Linked DNA regions of Mus musculus: all the other regions are linked to region 2. The links are chromatin contacts, called in public ChIA-PET and HiChIP or PLAC-seq maps. All regions are on one chromosome and are shown on one strand. Each heading gives the region's core, a stretch centred on a gene start, on an enhancer-like site or on the middle of the called end of the contact. The rest is flanking DNA. Distances are from core to core; before and after follow the strand shown. Region 1 overlaps Stim2 (stromal interaction molecule 2). Region 2 has its middle 140 kb from the start of Gm40303. Region 3 overlaps Stim2 (stromal interaction molecule 2).

What was found. ChIA-PET counts read pairs in DNA pulled down with a chosen protein or histone mark. HiChIP or PLAC-seq counts read pairs in DNA pulled down with a chosen protein or histone mark.
Region 1: a BATF HiChIP or PLAC-seq map of CD8 T cells shows a contact between it and region 2, with 7 read pairs. The contact joins two enhancer-like sites. A contact is called at or near these places in 3 of 115 datasets of contacts at active chromatin or transcription factors (CD8 T cells, effector CD8 T cells and embryonic stem cells).
Region 3: a contact with region 2 is called in an RNA polymerase II ChIA-PET map of effector CD8 T cells, with 11 read pairs. The contact joins two enhancer-like sites. A contact is called at or near these places in 4 of 115 datasets of contacts at active chromatin or transcription factors (CD8 T cells, effector CD8 T cells, embryonic stem cells and 1 more).

Annotation. Positions count from the first base shown.
Region 1 is chr5:54,043,556-54,047,120 of GRCm38.p6, forward strand. The region is part of intron 1 of Stim2 (stromal interaction molecule 2); the gene reads left to right. Among named protein-coding and RNA genes, the nearest start is that of Stim2, 47 kb to the left of the region's middle. Within about 2 kb of position 2,131, at least 106 of the 459 cell types and tissues checked have an H3K27ac peak or open chromatin away from gene starts, as enhancers often do. A contact at or near this core is called in CD8 T cells, where this site is marked.
Region 2 is chr5:53,400,966-53,404,501 of GRCm38.p6, forward strand. No RefSeq gene overlaps it. Among named protein-coding and RNA genes, the nearest start is that of Gm40303, 140 kb to the left of the region's middle. Within about 2 kb of position 1,921, at least 109 of the 459 cell types and tissues checked have an H3K27ac peak or open chromatin away from gene starts, as enhancers often do. A contact at or near this core is called in CD8 T cells, effector CD8 T cells and memory CD8 T cells, where this site is marked.
Region 3 is chr5:54,104,033-54,107,571 of GRCm38.p6, forward strand. Stim2 (stromal interaction molecule 2) reads left to right here. Exons shown (of 12, transcript NM_001081103.2): 6 at 361-538; 7 at 1,189-1,366. Among named protein-coding and RNA genes, the nearest start is that of Stim2, 110 kb to the left of the region's middle. Within about 2 kb of position 1,374, at least 15 of the 459 cell types and tissues checked have an H3K27ac peak or open chromatin away from gene starts, as enhancers often do. A contact at or near this core is called in CD8 T cells, effector CD8 T cells and memory CD8 T cells, where this site is marked.

The sequences.
Region 1 (3,565 bases), core at 881-3,380, 640 kb after region 2:
TCATTCTGTGTGAATTTGAATCCGCTGTTTGGCATATTAGAAAGTGATACTAGGGAATTGTCCCTGATGATACTAATGTTTGCTTTAAAAGCATTTAAACTGAAATATTTGACTTGATAAAGGTTTGGACTGTTTATGGCAGTAATATGTCCAATATATTTTCTTTTCTTTCAGGGGTAATGATTAAGCAAATCCTAATCATGAGATTCTTAAGTAGTTGCCAAGATGATAAGCTGAGCTCTTGGCAGGGTGTGATGCTGTGCATGGTTAGTGGGCCATGGCCATTGGCTGCTGGCTAAGAGTTACCTGGCTCTGTTTCCTACTCACTTCTGCATGAAGTTTAGGAGGGAAACTAAAGACTGTGTTTACTGTTTCAGCCACCCTGTCTCTTAGTAGGTTTCTGAGCTATAGTCTCTGTGTGTATCAGTAGATTATGGGGACAGAATACAGCATATATGCTCTTCAGGGGCAGCGTAATTGTAGTTGATACATTTCAGAAGCTTTGTATGGTCTGGATTAGCCAAATGGAAGAGAAAAATAACTTTGTTTTTTTAGTTGACTTTTAGGCCTGAAATGCTAGCCCTGTCTGTGTCCTCTCCCTGATAAGCTTCCCTTGTCATTTCAGTGTGATCTGTTATTTTTACTTTTATTACGATGCCTGCAGTTTAATATTTACTTTGTTTGTTTCTGGTTTTCTTGTGATGCGGAGGACAGAACCTAGGGCGTTGTGCTAGCTACTAGGAAGCATATGCTAGTGAGTCCATCCTTATCCCTGTAGCTTATGCTCTGTGATTTACTGCCTAGACTGCTATGATAGATAGACAGTCTTGGGTGACAAATACATAGGCAACATATCTTATCAAGAAGATTCAGATAAGCATATGAAGACACATTCCACATTATGCTTGTGTGAAATGCCAGTGAAAACAGTGAGCTATGTCATACCCTCAGTTTGGAAGACCACGAGCGCTGACGGTAGGAAGTGTTGACCAAGTGTGGAACACCAGGGACTCATACCCTGCTGGCAGTGGACAATGGTATAAATGGTGTTAGGAGGCAGTTTGGCCATTTCTTATAAAACTTACCAGTTTTCTGTGAAGTCCAGAGATTCCACTTGTTGGAAGAGTTGGATAATTACAAAAACCTACACATAGCTTTGTTCTTGATAGTAAAGCTTAGCAGCCAAGATGTCTACCAGCAGAGAATGGACAGATAAACTAGGTGGTTCATCCAGACAATGAGATATTATTTAGCATAAAAGGAAATGAACCAGTATAAAGAAACATGATTCTTTGTTCCTGCGAGTGTGTGTGTGTGTGTGTGTGTGTGTGTGTGTGTGTGTGTGCAAGTATGTACGTGAGTTAATGTGGGTGCTGTGGAGGCCTGAGGTGGATGTCAGAGTCTTTCAGTCACTCTTACATTTTGATACAAGGTTGTCATGAACCCGGAGCTTTCATGTACCACTGTGTTGGCTGTCCAGCAAGTCCAGGGTCTTCCTGTGTCTGTCTGACTAGTTGGGATCATAGGTGCAGCCTTCTGCTGGGCCTAGACTTTTATTTTTAAAACAGGGTACTTAGTTCTTATTTATGTAGCATACTCATTGACTGAGCTGTGTCACTGGTTTTCTAGTCAAATGGAGCCTAACTTTAAAGGTTGTGTAGTAAGGATCTAAACTATGATAGAAGACAAAACTAAGAAGATCACTATTTGCCAGGAGTTGGGAGTGAGGCATGAACAGGCAGAACACAGGGTTGGGAGGCAGTCCTACTACCCTCTGTGATATTTTAAGTGTGGCTGCGTGTTTCAGTGACTTAAGCAGACCCATAAAGTGTACAACAATAAAAGTGAGCTTTATAAAGTAAAGCCTTTGGGTGGTTACATGTCACAGTGTGTATGTTCATCAATGACATGTGGACAATTGTAAAACAAAGTTGTCTGGAGTGAGGATTTGTACTCCACCAGATAACTGAGTTCTCAACAAGTTTCTCCTTTGACACTTTTCTGTGTCACTTCCACCCTAACCATAAGCCACCTTAGTGTGCAGATGGAACTCGGTGTGGGCAGGTGTCTCACTTGAGCCAGTAGTCCCCTCAGAACCCTAGGCTTGGTGTTTTTGATCTTCACTGACGATAGCCCAGGCTGTCTCTGCAGAGTCACTTCCTGTTACGGCACCACCTTCAGTTGATAGTGGTTTCTTCCTCTAAACTGGGCAGTAAGATTAGCTTATTGGAGAACCATGCTTTGTTGCATGAGCCTGCCCTGCACAGTGTTGTTGCTTAATGTCCTTGCCCTGCCTCCCATCCACAGTCCACAAGAAGCTGTGGGGAGAGTTTGAGAAGAGGGGAGCAGAAAAGACCAGAGCACTGCTGGTTGACACCCTGCTAGCGGGTTTTATTATTTGTGGGTTCCAGAGTGCATCTTATTTCCTTCCTGAACTTACTTTTATTGTCCCTTTAAAGTATCTCTTTCATAGGTCACAGCAGAGACAACTGTGGACGTGTCAACTCAAGCACATCATTTATTATGCATCTTATAGTGATATTATAGGTGGAGTATGGGTCAGAACAGTCTCTGTCCTTGACCTCACAGAGTTTCTTTATCGTTACCTTCGCTACTAAAGGAGCCCTGGGAAGGCTGTGCTTAGCATTTTAAAGTTGCAGTTGGATATTTTTGCATTGTGTATTGTTTATTTTGTTCAGTAAGTAAATAATAATATCTGAGAGTGAATAGACTTCATGTTAAGCCTTAGATGAACATGAAACAATTGAGCAAAGTACAGAATCATGAAATTTGTACTGCCTGTTTAGATTTACCCTCGACCATAAAGGGGTGAGAAGTTGTCAGTTGATACACTTAGCTTTCTAGTCCCCTGAGTAATTTCTTAAAAGACTTCTCCAAACATTTATATTTAAAAGCCAATTAATAAGTAATTCAGTAAACAAATAATTTTGAGCATTTCTGTGAGTCAGATCCTGTTCTAGGTAGTGTGGAGAGGACTGATCAAAACAAAGCCTGTGATTTCATGACTGCATCTCAGTGTGGGAGTTAGTGAGGAGAGAAAGGCACAGTGCTGCACACTGTGACAGGGAATGTGGAGAGCATGGAGCCAGCAGAGAACACAGGCCAGGCTGGTAACCTGGGAAGTGCTGCACACTGTGACAGGGGCTATGGAGAGCATGGAGCCAGCAGAGAGCACAGGCGAGGCTGGGTAGCCTGGGGTGAAGGGAGTTGGTCAGCCATGGTATGTCAGGGAGAAAGCCTAGTGCTGGCAGAGGAAACTGCAAACATGAGCTTCTTTGCCAGTGAAGACTTTATGTATTATTTTTTGCTTTATTCAGAATAGTCTTTAGATCTTTCTACAAGCAGGTCTTTTCTCTGAATGTTAACAACGCCTATTTAGTCAAGATGAAATAAATAACCACAATTTCTTATGTATACTTTATAATATGATAGACATTTCATATTTCCATTATCACTGTATTTAATGTAACTATTTGCCACATATGTTCTTGCCTGTGTGTGTCTTCATGGAGAACTTTGAAGAACCAATACAAATGTCACTTTT
Region 2 (3,536 bases), core at 671-3,170:
AGAACGTGGGTATCAGGGTCAGAGACGCCGGGTGTAAATATGGGTGGGTCACTTACGATTTGAGTAAGTGTTCAGAGTTAAAGGTTTCTGTCTGTAACACAAAGACTATTTAGTTCTGAGGGTTATGTCTTAAGGAGAGGCACAGTAGAACTCATGATTTCTTGCCATAGGTGGCCTTCTTAGGATTATAGGAAAATTTCAGCTCTCTGTCTTTCTGCTTGTTCCTCCGGGGCAACCCTCAAGTCACCTCAGAAACAAGCCTTGTTTCTATGGAGATTTGTGTAAGGTAAACAGATCTGAAAAGGGGAAGCCCAGACACCCATCCCAACACCCACTCACACCCAGCCCGCTGCCTCAGCAGAAATGTTTCCAAAGAAATGCTTTTCAAAGCTTTCGGGAAGGCCCCCAAATGCTTTCAAAGTTTCTCCTGTATCTCCATTGTCCTACTCTTGAAGTGAGCAATGATTAAAAACAGATAATAATGAACTTCACGTAAGAATGGATCAAAAGTGGAGTCACACAGGTCTCCAGTGTCTAATATAATTAGGCTGATACACTGTTGAGACCAAATGATGGCTTTTCTCTTTCTTTTCCTTTCCTGCATGTGCACATTTATTTGAAGAACTTTGAATACGTAGAAGAGGACAAGAGACCTACTCGGTGTCAGTGTTCATCCAAACAGCTTACTCTATTCTGAAACTCAGGTTTCCCTCTTTTGCTTCCTTGCACCCCATAACATCATTACTTGTAGATATCAAAGAAGAGCTGTGTCTTTGAACGTACACAGAAGTCAAGGCACATAGATCACACTAACTTCACATAACGAGGAGCAGTAATCCCCCTGTCCCTTTCCACTGAATAATACCTTCTTTGGTAAATCCTTTAGAAGTACAAACATGCATCCAATCAACTCCCTTTGAAAACATGCCCCAAATAAATTAGCTGCCTTAGAAACCTATTAACCCAAGCAGCTATTAGGTAATAGACATTTCTAAATTAAACTTAACTTTAGATCTCTCTTCTAGAGATCTTTAAATCTCTAAAGACTTTAGAGCTCTTCAGTGATCATCGATTTATGGGGATGTTAATATTCACTTAAAAGACTAATAACAGAATGGTTTCCTTCTTTCCCTGTCAAACACAAGGGCCGATTTTTGATGAGTGAAAATCACCTCCTATCTTAGCCATAACATCCCCAAGGTGCGACACCTGAAATGACACAGCAGAGACATAAATCACAGAAATAGAAACTCATGAAATGACAGCTGACAGTGGTAGACACTCTTGCTGTTGCTCACACCACATAAGAGAGAGAAAGGGCATCTAATAAGCCTCCATTTGTTTCCCTATGAGTCAGTGATGCAAGCCTTGAGTTTCTCACAGGCCCCATCGAAAAATCTAGAAGCAGAAAGCTTCAGTATTAGATTCACACAGTGGGAAGAAGACTAACAAAAGATTTTTTCTCAAAAAGAAGTCATCTAGATGTCCCTGAGCAGACCAGTTAATGTTACCATCCTCGAGGTGAACACAGAGTCTTAGCTAGAGGATAACAGACAGGGTCCTAGAGTTAACAGAGGAAACGCCCGGGTGCATGACCATAACTATCTTTAGCTACATCCATCCGGGTTAGAGAGAAAGCCTAGGCCACTGATAACAAACATCTCTATTTCCATCTGCTAACATCAGACCCAGAACAGAGAGGCAAGGGGAAACCCAGAGTCTTTCCCTTTGTCTACAAATGTATCTGCTAGATGCATTGCTCGAAGCCTCGAGTAGCCACAAAACCATAGAACCTGCCAAGCCTTGGAGCTGGAAAATTCTAGAAGAGGAAGCTGCTGTTAAAGGGAGTAAAATGACTCGCTTTACCACACTACCCTTCACCGCGTGTGACTTGAATGGAAATAGTCTTTTTCTGACATAAATGAAATCAAACCGAATGAGTGTGCTATGTGTCAGCAGATGCTGCGCCCCATGCAGCTAGCTCATTGCCTAACAGAGGAAATGTGGATTCGTAGAACTAGCTTCCTACTTTGAACACTATTTTTCCTGTAATTGGGTAAGGCCGGGGGCAAACTCTGGTCAGAGCCTGCAGAGATAAAGGGAAGCTGTGCAAACACAGACACATCAACTGCAGGCCCAGTGAAGACTTCCAGAACATGTACCACTGCAGGATGATATTAAGCATGGCCAGCATGGGAGAGGCAGTTTAGACATACAGAACAAGCTTAAGACACATACAACCTTTTCCTTCAGGAACAATCGAAACAACTCTAAGAGATCATCAAAGATCAAGGACAGGACTGAGATGTTCAGGCCTCAAAGCAATTGCCTTGCAAACCTGAGAACCCAAGTTTGATATGTAAAACTCATGTAAAATACATAAATGAACACCACACACACACACACACACACCCCAAATGCAATACTGATCATGATCCCCCCCCCAAAAAAATACTTGTGAAATCATTGGGTATTGGAAAAGTCAAGGGCAGCTTGGCTCATCTGAGAGTCAGTAGGAACTTGGAAGTTTGGGTTGGGGCAACAGGTAGAAGAGAGATGTCCTGGGAATGTCTAAACAGGGACAAAGTTTCTGAGGTGGAAACTAGTGTGCCCCTGAGGAGGCTGGTAGAGAGAGAGTGCCCCGAAAACAGGGTTTGAAGACATATTGGAAAATAGCATTGGATCTGGATCTGTAGGGGATATTACAGCTGAAGTAACCAACCAGAGACAGGGTTCTAGATACAGTTCCTTGGAAACGCCCCTCTCTCTGGGTGTTTGAGATAAATGACAGGTGGGCATCAGCCAGAATCATCCAAGTGTCATGGATTCGCCTTCATATCATGATGGTCCCCAACCTCTGGGCCAGATACTGGTTAAAATGAGCACTGAAGTGACAGCGTCTTCTTTATACCACCACTCCCAAATAGAGAAACTACTACTGTTTTAAAACCCCTTTCTACATCAAAGGTCCTAATTCAGTGTCAAATCTACTAAATATTGATAAAGCTTTGAAAATTCCTTCTCTTTTAACCTTACGCCAACCACCACCACCCTCTCTGCATCGTCCCTCCCTTACCTGTTAACTCTGACTACTGGTCCTTAGATGTCATCCACCTAGCTTGTCACTTGTTGGGTTGGAGCTTGCTGGCTAGGCTAAGCTGGCTGGTTAGTGATGCTCAGGGGGATCCTCCTGCCTCAGCCTTCCTGTGTTGTGACCCCAGCATGTATCACAGCATGTACCACCACACTTGGCCCGTGAACTCTAGAAATGGAACTCAGGTCTCTGCACTTACACTTTGGCAACTGAGCTAATTAGCACTTAAACTTAGCAACTCCTTCTGGGGAAGCCCTGCGGGTGACTTGCTACTATTTCCTCAAACTCTACATGAGAGAAGGGTGTGAGAAGAGGTAAATGGAAGTGCCAAGGGATGGAGGATGGAGTCATCTTCAGTAGGAGACTTATTTCATGGTTAAAGCATGGCTTCCCCAAATGCCTGATCTATACAAATGCTATTTATAATAGTCCTGATTCTAAA
Region 3 (3,539 bases), core at 124-2,623, 700 kb after region 2:
GATTCTCCAGCTTGTGCCTAGTGACAATGACCTGGCCTAACTGAAGGAAATGGAAGAAGCAAGTTATGGGATCCCTTCTCTCTGGGGGGTTTTCTTTCAGTAGCAGGAGATCAATCACAACAAGGAAAGCCTGTTATAGCCATATGTGGTTTTCTTTGCCTTTCTGCAGGTCTTGTATATTAGATAGATCAAATAAGCATACTGATTGTTTGAAGAGTTGTGATTTTATAAAGCTAGAATTTGTAACTGGTGGAAGGAGATATTTAGTTTTGTTTGCTTTGGAAGTCTGCTTTTCTGTATATTTACATTGTATTACACTCAAAAATTAATTTAAGTATCTGCTTTTTTTTCTTTTTGTAGGCCCACCTCATAACTGGATGAAGGATTTTATTCTCACAATTTCCATAGTAATTGGTGTTGGGGGTTGTTGGTTTGCTTATACACAAAATAAGACATCAAAGGAACATGTTGCAAAAATGATGAAAGACTTAGAGAGTCTGCAGACTGCAGAGCAGAGTCTCATGGACTTACAAGAGAGGTAACCGAGGCATCTCACTGCATATGGACGTGGTGGCTAACGCTGGGAGGTGGGGCTAGGAGGATCAGGCCAAGGCCATTGTTGGCCGTGTAGCTAGTGAGATCAGGATCAGCTTCTACTACTAAAAACTTCTCTCAAAATCCAGAATAATACAAAATTCATTACCAAAACCAGTCCTAGCTCTGATGTCACATAAGTAAATATGCTTGTGAAATGTTACATGAATATGCATGTAAACATTTAGGTTAGGTTAGTGTTCATATTAGGAATACATGTTTATTTCATTTTGTATTTTTGAAGAATTAAAATTTGGGAATAAATGTGTAGAAGATCATAGGAAGCAAATCAGATATAGGTAGAATGTAGTTGAACCTTACTTTTAAATAGATTTAAATGTTTATAAGGTTTTTTTTAAAGTCTTTTTTGCAGAGACTGTTTTTTGTGATCCTTGTGAGCCCAAGATAACAAAAAAATGGATAAATAATAGGTTGCCTGGTATTTACCCTAATTTGAGATTAATAGAAATACTATAAATTCATAATATACTATAAATTTAAAAAGTATAATATTGTTTGAAACAGTTATTTTTCATTGAAATGTAATTTTGGATACTTAAGTGATACATTTTAAAAAATGTATTGTTCTCTAAGACTTGAAAAGGCACAGGAAGAAAACAGAACTGTTGCTGTAGAAAAGCAAAATCTGGAACGGAAAATGATGGATGAAATCAACTATGCCAAGGAGGAGGCCTGTCGGCTGCGGGAGCTGAGGGAGGGCGCAGAGTGTGAGCTGAGCAGGCGCCAGTATGCAGAGCAGGAACTGGAGCAGGTACCGTCCTAGTGGGAGTGGCCCAGCTGCTACTCCCAGGGGCCACCAGCCCTTTTTCTTTTGTTCCATTTGCTGTATCCATGATGTCATGTCTGCTGTTCCTCGGCTAATAAACAAATAATTTTTTAGTATTCATCAAATTCATATTTTAAAAATAACAAAAGGGTAGCCGGAAGGTGAAGTTGCCAGCTTGCTGCTGCTTCTATGCAGCATTATGATCCTGCGTCCTGCTAGGTTTGTTGGCTTGAGTTCATGGGAGGTGTTTACTTAGATCTGTACTAAGTTTCTGTTTCTAATGTCACTGTGTAAGATAAAGGACTTCTACTGTGGGCTTCTTTAAAGCCACAGGCTGCAGGTGTGAAGGATTCTATTAGTCATCCCTTTCCAACCTGTTAGATGGCTTTACAACACAGTCTGTTGAAGTCTTCAAAGGTATCTGCAAAGATGTCCTTCCTAATGTCTGTTTCCTCCACTCAGCTGCTCGAAGTAGGATGGAGTAGACATTCAGACAGTTCACAGTGCTGCAGAGAAGGGAGGATTGTAGAAGGATTTCATGGCATGCGTGTGTATCAATTTCCTGTCCCTGCAGAGGCGAATTACTATAAGCTTGGTGGCATAAGTAAATATAGATTCATTATCACTCTGAAGTGCGCCTGCAGGGCCTTGTCCTTCTGCAGTCTGTGTTTCCTTTCATCTATCATCCCATAAGTTGCCTGGAATTCTTGTCTGATGGCCCTTCCTTCGTCTTCAGAACACACTCTCTAACGCCATCTCACTTTCTGACTTACCCATTTATTGATGGAGAAACTAAGAAATCGGATAGGATTGGGAAACTTGTTCAGAATTAGTTGTAAAGCAGGGAAAAGACCCTAAGTTCTCTGCCTCACTGTGTACTGTTTATGTACTGCCTGTCAGTTTATTGCCAAGTCAAAGATCAGAATTATATGATGAGTTTTAATTGTACCTCTGGGCACATGCATTTATTGAGCACCACTGTTTCTTCTAAGGTGTCCTTTTGGAGAATCTGTCTGACTGAACTCTGGTCTCTTCTGTTGCTGCTGACTACATCTCTCTCGAAATAACATTTTAAATCTCTTTCCCTTTACTTAACATTAAGCTTGGGTCTGGTTAATTTTTGAGTGTGATTTTTTTCTTATCTATTTGCAAGGTTTTTTAATATAAAGTTTACTAAACTTTTTAAGAAGCAATTAAAATTGCCCTTTAGATGTATTTTGTAGTTATGCCCATCTCACTGGCAAACCTTTCTGTCCAGAATGTAGGAAAGAGTTGAGAAGTTAACAATAAAGGCCTGTCTAAAGTTAACGCCTCCAAGAACTAGGTATGCCCTAGTTCATACTCCCGGCCTGACGGTTGGCTTGTTCCAGGACTATGAACAGCTTGCTAGCTCATCCTCTAACTTTCCTATAAGGAGGAAGTAACCCAGAGGAACTAGTAGTACTTTTTGTCTTATTAGCATATGTTAATTACCCTGCACTGTGGTTTCATTGCTTCATTCTCATCATACAGTATTAATGTGTTTCATCCCGTCCCTCCCCAGTTACCCTCTTCTGTTCTCTCCTGCCCTTTCCTCCCTCACCCATTCCTCCTACTTTCTTATTTTCCACCTGATTATTTGGCTGTCCCAATGAGTTTGATTCAGTTCCTTTATGGAGTCCTTGAGGAGGGAGTATTTACAGAAGCATGGGCTTGTCTGTCCTTCCCTGAGCGAACCTTAACTGCCGTAAGAACAGGGTTGACAGGTGACTGCCTCTCCTTTTATCTCTGGTTCTGCCATAGAGTGCTTTGCATGCCTTTGTAGACCCTAGGGTCACCGGAATGTGATGTTCCGGTTGTGCCAGTATAAACACAATCCTCATGTCATCCCGAGGCAGTCAAGGGTGGCTTACAGGAGAACAGTGGGTCTTTAGGAAGAACTCAGCCCAACATGATTGTATTGGTAAGAAACGCCACCTTGAGTAGTCAGTGTGCAGAAACCCTTGTGTCTGCACTAGGGGACCTGCTCTGAGCACTACCCCTTATAGAATGCTAAGAGACATAACCACTTCTGTGCGTTACACACTGTTATTCAACAGAGGCAAGCTTTTGTGTGTTTAATTTCAAATCTTCGATTTCCTCTACTGCTGTTCAAAGCATCATTTACTGAGGAAGTAAG